Regions from separate parts of the Hordeum vulgare genome. Here region 2 is linked to region 1. A link is a contact called in public Hi-C data. All regions are on one chromosome and are shown on one strand. The core of a region is the stretch at or near the end of the contact, and the rest is flanking DNA. Distances in the headings are between cores, read along the strand shown. Region 1 holds the start of LOC123446894 (protein SOB FIVE-LIKE 5). Region 2 has its middle 21 kb from the start of TRNAL-AAG.

Evidence for each region. Hi-C and Micro-C count contacts between places; a contact is called where the count stands out from the background.
Region 2: a contact with region 1 is called in a Hi-C map of seedling, with 3 times the contacts expected there. The contact joins the enhancer-like site here to the promoter of LOC123446894 in region 1. A contact is called at or near these places in 3 of 6 Hi-C or Micro-C datasets (leaf and seedling).

Annotation. Positions count from the first base shown.
Region 1 is chr4H:546,447,908-546,452,005 of MorexV3_pseudomolecules_assembly, reverse strand. LOC123446894 (protein SOB FIVE-LIKE 5) reads right to left here and starts at 2,291. Exons shown (of 4, transcript XM_045123437.1): 1 at 1,705-2,291; 2 at 1,521-1,631; 3 at 1,341-1,424; 4 at 829-1,218. The coding sequence starts at 2,112. The coding sequence ends at 1,180.
Region 2 is chr4H:546,520,542-546,524,956 of MorexV3_pseudomolecules_assembly, reverse strand. No RefSeq gene overlaps it. Among protein-coding and RNA genes, the nearest start is that of TRNAL-AAG, 21 kb to the left of the region's middle. Within about 2 kb of position 1,381, at least 1 of the 3 cell types and tissues checked has open chromatin away from gene starts, as enhancers often do. A contact at or near this core is called in seedling, where this site is marked.

The sequences.
Region 1 (4,098 bases), core at 1,042-3,541:
GCCATGGCCACTTGGCCAGCGCATGCACCATGCAACTAGCGATAATGCAAGACGGCCCTTCTGTTATGTTCTGTCTGCTTTACTCTATCTGTGTGGGAGAGAGAGTGAGAGAGAATCTGTTTACTTAAATAAATTATTACTACTTATTCCCCGCTCAGACACTGGTACTCGGGGCGCACATGCCGTTTTGGGTGCAATAAAGAATTGATCAGAGATCTTGCGCCCCTGAACCACATAAACTGTCGACCACGCTGCTCCTGCTAGTAATCACTCGCTATAAAGCCATCTGCGCGATCTCTCTCTCTCTCTCTCTCTCTCTCTCTCCCGTCGACCGATCGATCTGGCTTGGCTTCTGGCAGGGTGGCTGGCTGGCTGGGGCTAATCCAAATTTGAGTGCCCACGTGTGGCTGTGCCCTGCGTCTGCGTGCCACTTTCTTTTGTTTTTGTTACCATCAAACACGACAAACTAAGAAAAGTCCTACGTGGAACCCGAACGAATGCAGTCTAGTAGCTAACAGCTTTGCTCTCCCTTTCATTATTACAGTAATTTGCTTCTAGTCTTGTAGTTACTCAATTTTCAAGTATCAATTTTCTAGTGGATGGCGATACTTGGTTGACATTGATCATACGTGTTCCTCTTCTCTGAACCTTCTATTCAAAATATCTAGTTCTAGAAGAGGAGAGGGCAGTAGATGCTTCCATCGTCAATCAACTCAGCTCAAAGATGGTGGATGGAGCGGTTGACTTCAACGCTCGCGAACCTGAGAGAGAGATGGAGATGGAGATGGAGATGGGGCGCCATCATGACAGTGCAGGAGACGCATGTGGTGCAAAAAAGATGTCACACCCGCTTGTTTTTTTTCCCTCAGGTTTTTGTTTCCCACTGCGCTGACAGCTCAAAAGCGGGGAGCAACGACAGGTACTGCAGTCATGGTGAAGCCAACACAGGACGGACACAGGCGCAGAGCATCGAGGAAAAATGAAGTAGCAGCAGCAGCAGCTAACGAAAACTGAACTGAAGAAAACTCAGCCTCAAGACTTGAAAGAGAGACTCTCGCGACGCGACGCGACGCAACGCAAACTCGTTCTATTCTATTCTCCTAGCTGCCCGCCTCCTCTCGGCTTCCGAGAACACAACGGAGCAGAGCAGCCGCGTAACGGCGGCCAACGGCGACGGCCTCACCACCTCCCGATCTTGTCACCTCCGTCTCTGCACCCCTGCGCGAGAAAAAAAAAACAGAAACAATTAAGTTTCTAGTACATAAGATTGTAAAAGATTGCAACTTTGCAAGGCTGCCAGTGTGCATCAGAGAGTGGAAAAAGGTGGGGATAATAGTCACCTGTCTTGTGGGCATTGGTTTGGTAGGGGCAGGGGAGTACTGCACTTGCAGGTAGCTGCCCAGAGGAGATCCGCTCAAGGGAGACTGCAATGCCAGAAGATACATGCTACGCGGATTAGCACACAATATAAGCAAGGAATTAGTTAGGCGACGTTAATGCGGCTCGACGCTGGTGCGCACCTCGAAGCCCGTCGTGGAGAAGAAGGTGGATGAGAAGTCGGGTGTATTGCTGAACTCCATCGCCGACCCGGCCGCGCCGCCGTAGACATTGGCCTCCGGGGAGCCCATCACCTGCTGGATGATAGCTAATGCGCGTCAGAACAACTCACGAGAAAGGAACAAGGAATCAAATCAAGTGCCTTACGTTGGAGTAGTTGAAGAAGGCTGGCGAGCTGGCCGTGTCCTCGAGCAGAGTCGAGGCGGCGGCGGAGGCTGTCTTGCCCTGCCGCCTCGCCGCCGCAGGCTCCGCCGTCCGACGCCTCCTCTCGGCGCGCTGCGCCTTGGCCAGCGCGGCCGCGCCTTGGTCGGAGCCGGGCGAGTACTGAAGCTGGCGCGGGCCGGAGGAGGCGTCGGAGATCATGGACAGGTCGTCCTCCTCCTCCGCCTCCTCGGAGTGGCAGGACGAGCGGCCCTTGGCGTGGAGGTGGAGCCGCGCGTGGCCGCGGGAGTAGGAGGAGCTGTCGTCCTCCAGGTAGGTGGTCCAGCCGGACTGGCAGCCGCTGCTGCACTCGGAGCTCGCCGCAGCGGCCATGACCGCGTCCTCCCCCGTCATCTCCTCGCCACGGACGCACGTACGCTGGCTGGTACGCCACTCGCTATCTAATACTCCTACTACTGCACTGATGAGCGAGCTGCTCCCGAGCTAGCAGCAGTACGCGAGTGTTAGCGCGTACTAAGTAGAGGGGGCGGGGGGAGGCGGCCCCGCGAGTCTGCGACGGGAGTAAAACGTGATCTCGGTGATAGGTCGGGGTTGTGGGTGATCCATCCATCCATCCAGCCAGCCAGCGTTGGCGACGGAGGGGAGCGGGAAGCGAGGCATCACGTGGGGTGGAGTACAGCCAGGCGCGCGGCAACGGGGGGGTGGGACGGGAGGCGGTACTGTTGCGTGGTCCGCGCGGGCGACTCAATCCTTCCCGTGACGGGGAGCAAGCGCGCGCCTCCACTTGCCGGCTTAAACTCCGCACTCCTCTCCGTCCTCTGGCTTGTGCCTGGCGCGTTGTGGATGCTGGGCTGGATCGGTGTTTCCACAGTGCCGAGGTTGTCCTGCGTCGCACGGAAGCACGGTGGATGTTGCCCCGTTTCGTCTCGCCCGCGCGACGGGTGCGAACTGGCAACTTTTTTTTGTGTGCCTGGTAGAGAATTAGTTGATGGCCTTCTGTTTCTGAGCGATGATGCTGGCTGCATGAAGATGCCTGACTGCACAACAGATGGTGGACTGTGTGAGGTTTGTGGGGAGTGTTAGAAAACAAGTCCAGTAGGGTTGACGTGATTGGATCTTAAGCCTAACCATTAGACCACCTAATTGCATAGATGAGAGAGATGGGTTATGATCTTACCATCAATGGAAGCAGTTATTGGTGTAGGCGATGCGAAGTCCCGTGATTGCTCGATCCATGCGTTATGTAGGCTCGGAGTAGACGATAGCAGCGGGTAGCGGCGTCCCTCCGGGCGCCACTCACATTGTCTTTAAACATGGGCATAACTTGAAGTTGATCTTCCTGTCGCTGCAGCGCTCTTCGAGACCGGTTAGGGTTTTCGGATATGGGAAGCAGGAGTAAACCGTATGTGAATTAGCCTCTCGTAGGTGCCGGTTGTTTCTCCATCTAGTAATGTGCGCTCGCAAGAAGGGACCAAAACCATTGTTGGTTAGGTCGCCCTTGATCAGGACACATTAGTTGTGACAAGGGCGTTAATACTTATCCTTTATGTTTATCCTTTCAGCCCGTTAGGCCTTGATCAAATACCAAAATTCTCCCTCTCTATCGTTAGGCTTAATAACTTTTGTCAATTCTACATAGGAATGATATACCAGAGTAAGGTGTTACAACAAGAAATGAAGTGCCATTGAACCATAATATTCATAGCACACATCCTATTTCAATGTGCAATACATCTTACTTTAGGGGGAGAGGTTTATTTTTATTGTCCTATAATTCCAGAATCAAGAGCCTTCTAATAATCCCATGCCGGCTACATGCTCATGAAATATATTGGGTGGCAAGTTTTTAGTAAGCGGGTCCGCAAGCATACGTGTCACACTGATATGCTTAACATTAATTGTGTGATCCTCGATTCTATGTTGAACAACACCATACTTTAGGTCAATGTGCTTGGCAACAACACTTGACTTGTTATTCGCATAGAAAACTGTGGGTTCATTATCGCAGTACAATGTGAGCGGTTTGAAAATGTTGTCAACCACTTCAAGTCTGGGAAGGAAATTCTTTACCATTAAACGTGCCAAATGGTAAAACATGCTATAAACTCTGCTTGCATCGTAGATGAGACAACTATCGTGGAGTGGAGTACAGCCAGGCGGCAACGGCCGGGGGGGGGGGGGAGGCGGTACTGTTGCGTGGTCCGCGCGGGCGACTCATTCGTTCCCGTGATGGGGAGCAAGCGCGCGCCTCCACTTGCCGGCTTAGGCCAACTCCACCGCACGTCCCCAAACAGACGTCCGGTTTGGCCGGATTTTGTCCGTTTGGGACGGCAATGGGTTCGCGCATGTCCGACTCTGTATGTTGGGTCGTGCGTGCGC
Region 2 (4,415 bases), core at 132-2,631, 74 kb before region 1:
CGAGGTAAAGATTCTAGAATCTTTCAAAACCTGCGGGGGAGCCACTGAACAGCCGGATCGCTCCGTCACGGTGCGGGCGATGGGTACTTGCTACCGTCGACTTGCCCGCGAACTAGGATTCACTGATTCACATTGGTGCTCATCTTTTATAAAGAATTTTGTTGTTTATTAGGGAAAATAATTTCACTAGAAGAAGTTAGGGCAAACAGCTCCATGTGTTTACTGTAAACAAACCACTGTATTAAAATAAAACATATTCCTTCGCACGTACAGTATCTATGGGTTGCAGTACGCATCCTTTGCAATGCATTCGTCGGTCCCTTCTCGATCGACTTTTAAGTGATTGATAGAGTGTACGGAGGGTGCATCAGCTCAATAGTTTCCTTCCCGGCCCATTTTAAATGTTTAGTAGGCTATACAGGGCCTTCATAGTATGCATGAGCTCAGCCTAAATACCCTCTCAACATGCACGAAGAGTGAACACCCACAGAGCGAGCGACAATGTGTTTCAAAAAATGTTTAAAATTTAAAAAACAATTTAATTTTCAGAATAGAACACAAAAAATTATCCAGATTTTCAAAATTTGTTCAAATTTTCAAAAAATGTCTTGATTTTTAAAATTTTATAAAATTTACAAAACTTATCCAGATTTCCAAATTTTGTTCAAATTTTCAAAAAATGTACGAATTTACAAATTTTCAAAACCTGTTTGAATTTTCTAATATTTTGATTTTTCTAAAAAAAATCAGATTTTCAAATTTTGTTTACATTTCAAAAAAGATTAAACTCTCAAAAAAAACTTCGAAATTTAAAAATGTTTAATTTTCAAAAAAAAATATATATTCCATGTTTAAACAAATACAATATCAACCGACATGTCGAAACAGATGCAAGATAGCAAACAGATTTTCAACTTAACATGTCTCAACACATACACCACTACCAAACAATATCAAATGTATGTACTTAACATGTTCAGAGTCAGAATGTATCAAAAAAAAACGGCCATGCTAGGTTGAAAATGCTACCAAACACAACGAATCGGGTCATCCGGACGACATGCCATAGCTCGATCGGGTCGTCGTGCAACCGTTCGCCCGCCACGAGAAACCGGACATGTGCTCTATCCTCCTACGTGCCCAAAGTTTCCGGCCGCACGCTTCCATGCCCCGAGCCATGTTCTGCCTCTCGGGCTTGAGCCCGAGGCCAACGTGACACGGCTCGAACCCCGTGCAAGGCTTGACATAAAGGTCAGCTTGCCCGAACACGAGCCCACGCGACACGCGACTTTCGAAGCAAGCACGCATGGCCACACGGGGCTTCTCGGCGGTGGTGCGCGCCCACCCGCACCGGTATGGGCAGGTGCGGCGGCACCGCATGAACCGGCCGTGCCCCTGCGCCGATTCGTGCGGCTGCAAACATGCACATGCCCTGCCTTTCTTGTCTGTCTTTGCCCGTTTCATTTCGTTTCGTTTGCCAGGCCAGGAGGGTCCGTCGTCCGTCCGTCGACGGGGGAAGATGATGCGAACGAGCCAACACCTAGGACGAGGAGTATAGGATAGATACATTGAACCTGCTGCGTGTATACGTACATACTAAAACCTGCATGTAGGGTAAATGGATAACGTTCGTCGTGCGTGTACTCCAGCAAGCCTTTCGGTCACACGCTGGTATACCGTGGGAGATGTAGGAAAGGATGATGTAGTCAGCGACCAGAATCATTATATTATTCCGGTAGCCCAAAGCTATCAAGATAAGAAACTGCTACTGCTCCTTCCTGCCTTCGTCTGAAACACACAAGATAAGGTATTGCGACCTCAACTCGATCGAGACCAGTGAACAGTTCTATCTGCACATCCGTCGAACCAATGATCTGCACAAGCACAATGTCCCATTCTGAAAGTACATAGAGAAAATTCCTTATATAACACTATTTTAAATGTTGGTTCCTTATCTAACATAGAAGAAATATTTCTTCCTTATCTAACTTCGAGTGTAAATATTTTGCATTATCTAACATTTCTATCCATTTTGTTAGTCCACACCGTTAAAGTAAACTTGCATTAACGAAACAACCCATGTCCATAAGAAAAAAAAAGAGAAAGGAGAGAAACCTCCGAGCGACGCATCTCTCCCTCGACAGAACCCAACCCACCCCTTTCTCTCGTTCACCCAAACCCTAACGAGATGGACGGCGGTCGTGCCGCAGATGGATCTGCGCCGTAGGGGCCCGGCCAGTGCGCGACGCCAGCAGGTGGGGGTGGCTTGGCGGGTGGCTCGGCAACAACTCGAGGGGGAGGTTGAAGGCAGCGCCACAGGTTGGAGTCACTACAGCGAAGAAAACGAAGCTCATTCCCGACGGGGTGACGACAACATCACATGTCGAAGTCGCTGGCCGGGAGGATGAAGAGGCCGCCGGCGGCGGCAGCTTTGTCTGGCCAGTAGGTAGATGGTCACGGACTAGTCAATGCTGAGGTCCTATCTGACGGCGGCAAACGAGATCGGAGCTGAGGGGCGGGACTCGGGAGAAGATCTGTCCAAATTTTGGACTACTTTGTATGTGATGAATTTTGATCACAACTTCATCGGGGGTAAAATCATCTTTTCAGGTATCATTTAACACCGTCAATGGCCAAATGGACGAAAGTGTTAAAAAGAACAAATTTCAGTATTGGTGTTACATAAAAAAGAAAAACTTTTTCGATTTAAGCCAGTGTTAAATAAGGAATTCTCTCAACTACATATGCACTCATAGTCACACAGAGCTCAGCCGCCCGGTCGAATTCCGGCCTTGTGAACCGGCCACTTTTTCAGGCATCAAACCGAAGAATCGCACAGCGATTACAATCCGTCGACATGTCGTGCGCATCAGAAACGGATAATGGGACTGGGAGCATGGGAGGCTTTGGCGCCGTCCACACCTCAGATCGGATAAAGCTGGCGCCACAGCATGATGATGATGATGAGCAATGGCGGTTAGGCATCCTTGGCATCCCGGCTCCCATGCTCGGTTTCTCTATGCTCGGTGGCCACCTCTATCGGCCCGCCACCACGCATTGCATGTGTGCGCCGGCCTCTCGAGTGCGCATGAGAGAGAGAGAGAGAGAGTGAGGATCTCGCATTCCTTGCCCTGCCCACGATCCGGATAGGGTTTGGGATTTGACGTAGCATGATGATGCAAACCAGACATGCATGTTGTCCCTGGAGCACTTTGCAGCATGGATGGGTGGACATTGCAGGTGATCTCCGAGCTTTCGTGTCTTTGTGACCTTGTGATCAATACGATCTTTGTTGGAGCCGCTCCTTGTGGGATGGTTTCCCCGTTCTGGGGGACAGGAATTGACTCTACGGTTTATATATTATGAAGGGACAGACTACTAATGCTGTTCATAGTGGGGAGTAACATATCATGCATACGATGCTATTTTATGATAAGTATTACTCCCTCCGTTTCTAAATATAAGTCTTTTAAGATATTTCACTAGAAGTCTACATACGAAGCAAAATAAGTGAATCTATATTCTAAAATATGTCTATATACATCTGTATGTAGTCTACTAGTGTAATCTCTAGAAAGACTTATATTTAAGAACGGAGGGAGTACATTCATAGTGCATAATATCATAAATTATCATCATAGATGATCTCATTTATTGACATATATGACATATAATAACAACATAACATTTAACATAATATTTGTTACATAAGCATGTTTGCTAGCATCAAGACTATGATACTAATTATGATACCCACTATGGCGAGCTTAAGCAGTAGACTGATTATGTAAATTTGGGTCAGTCACGTTTTCTTTTTTCCATGCATGAAAGTGTGGTGTGCCGTGTGCATGCAGCGTGAGCTAAGCTAGCTCCGGTTGGATGCTCACGCCTGCGTGCGTGAGTTAGCTAGCTCCGGCTGGCCGTGGTTCACCGTGCGTGCAGAAGAGTGTGATTTGCCGTGTGCATGCGTCTGCGGATTTGTCTGAGAAGCCGTAGCGCAGCCCCGGTCTCGCTGGTGATCGAGCAGCCGGGCAAAGTCACAGTACGTGAATAACTTATATGTGGTGCATGTGTGTGTTAGTGGATCAATGTTTCTTGATTGATGGATTTATGGCAACTGCAACCCATAATCCTAAACAAACGTCTGTTTTATCCGGATTTTGTTCATTTGGAGATGGAATAAAAGCCGTGTCCATTCAGATCTGTGTTTACGTTAGTCGGACGCCCAACGCGAGGCCGTAGACTAAGTACAATAAAATCAAACATACCAACAATAAATCATGTCAAATATAAAAAATAGTTTCATGTCTGAAATAGTCTTTTATTACAACCCAATCAAAATATAAAGAATATAAAATAGTCTTACAAAACTACTGAAAGTTTGTGCGCACGAAAAGATATTAAGCTGATAGATC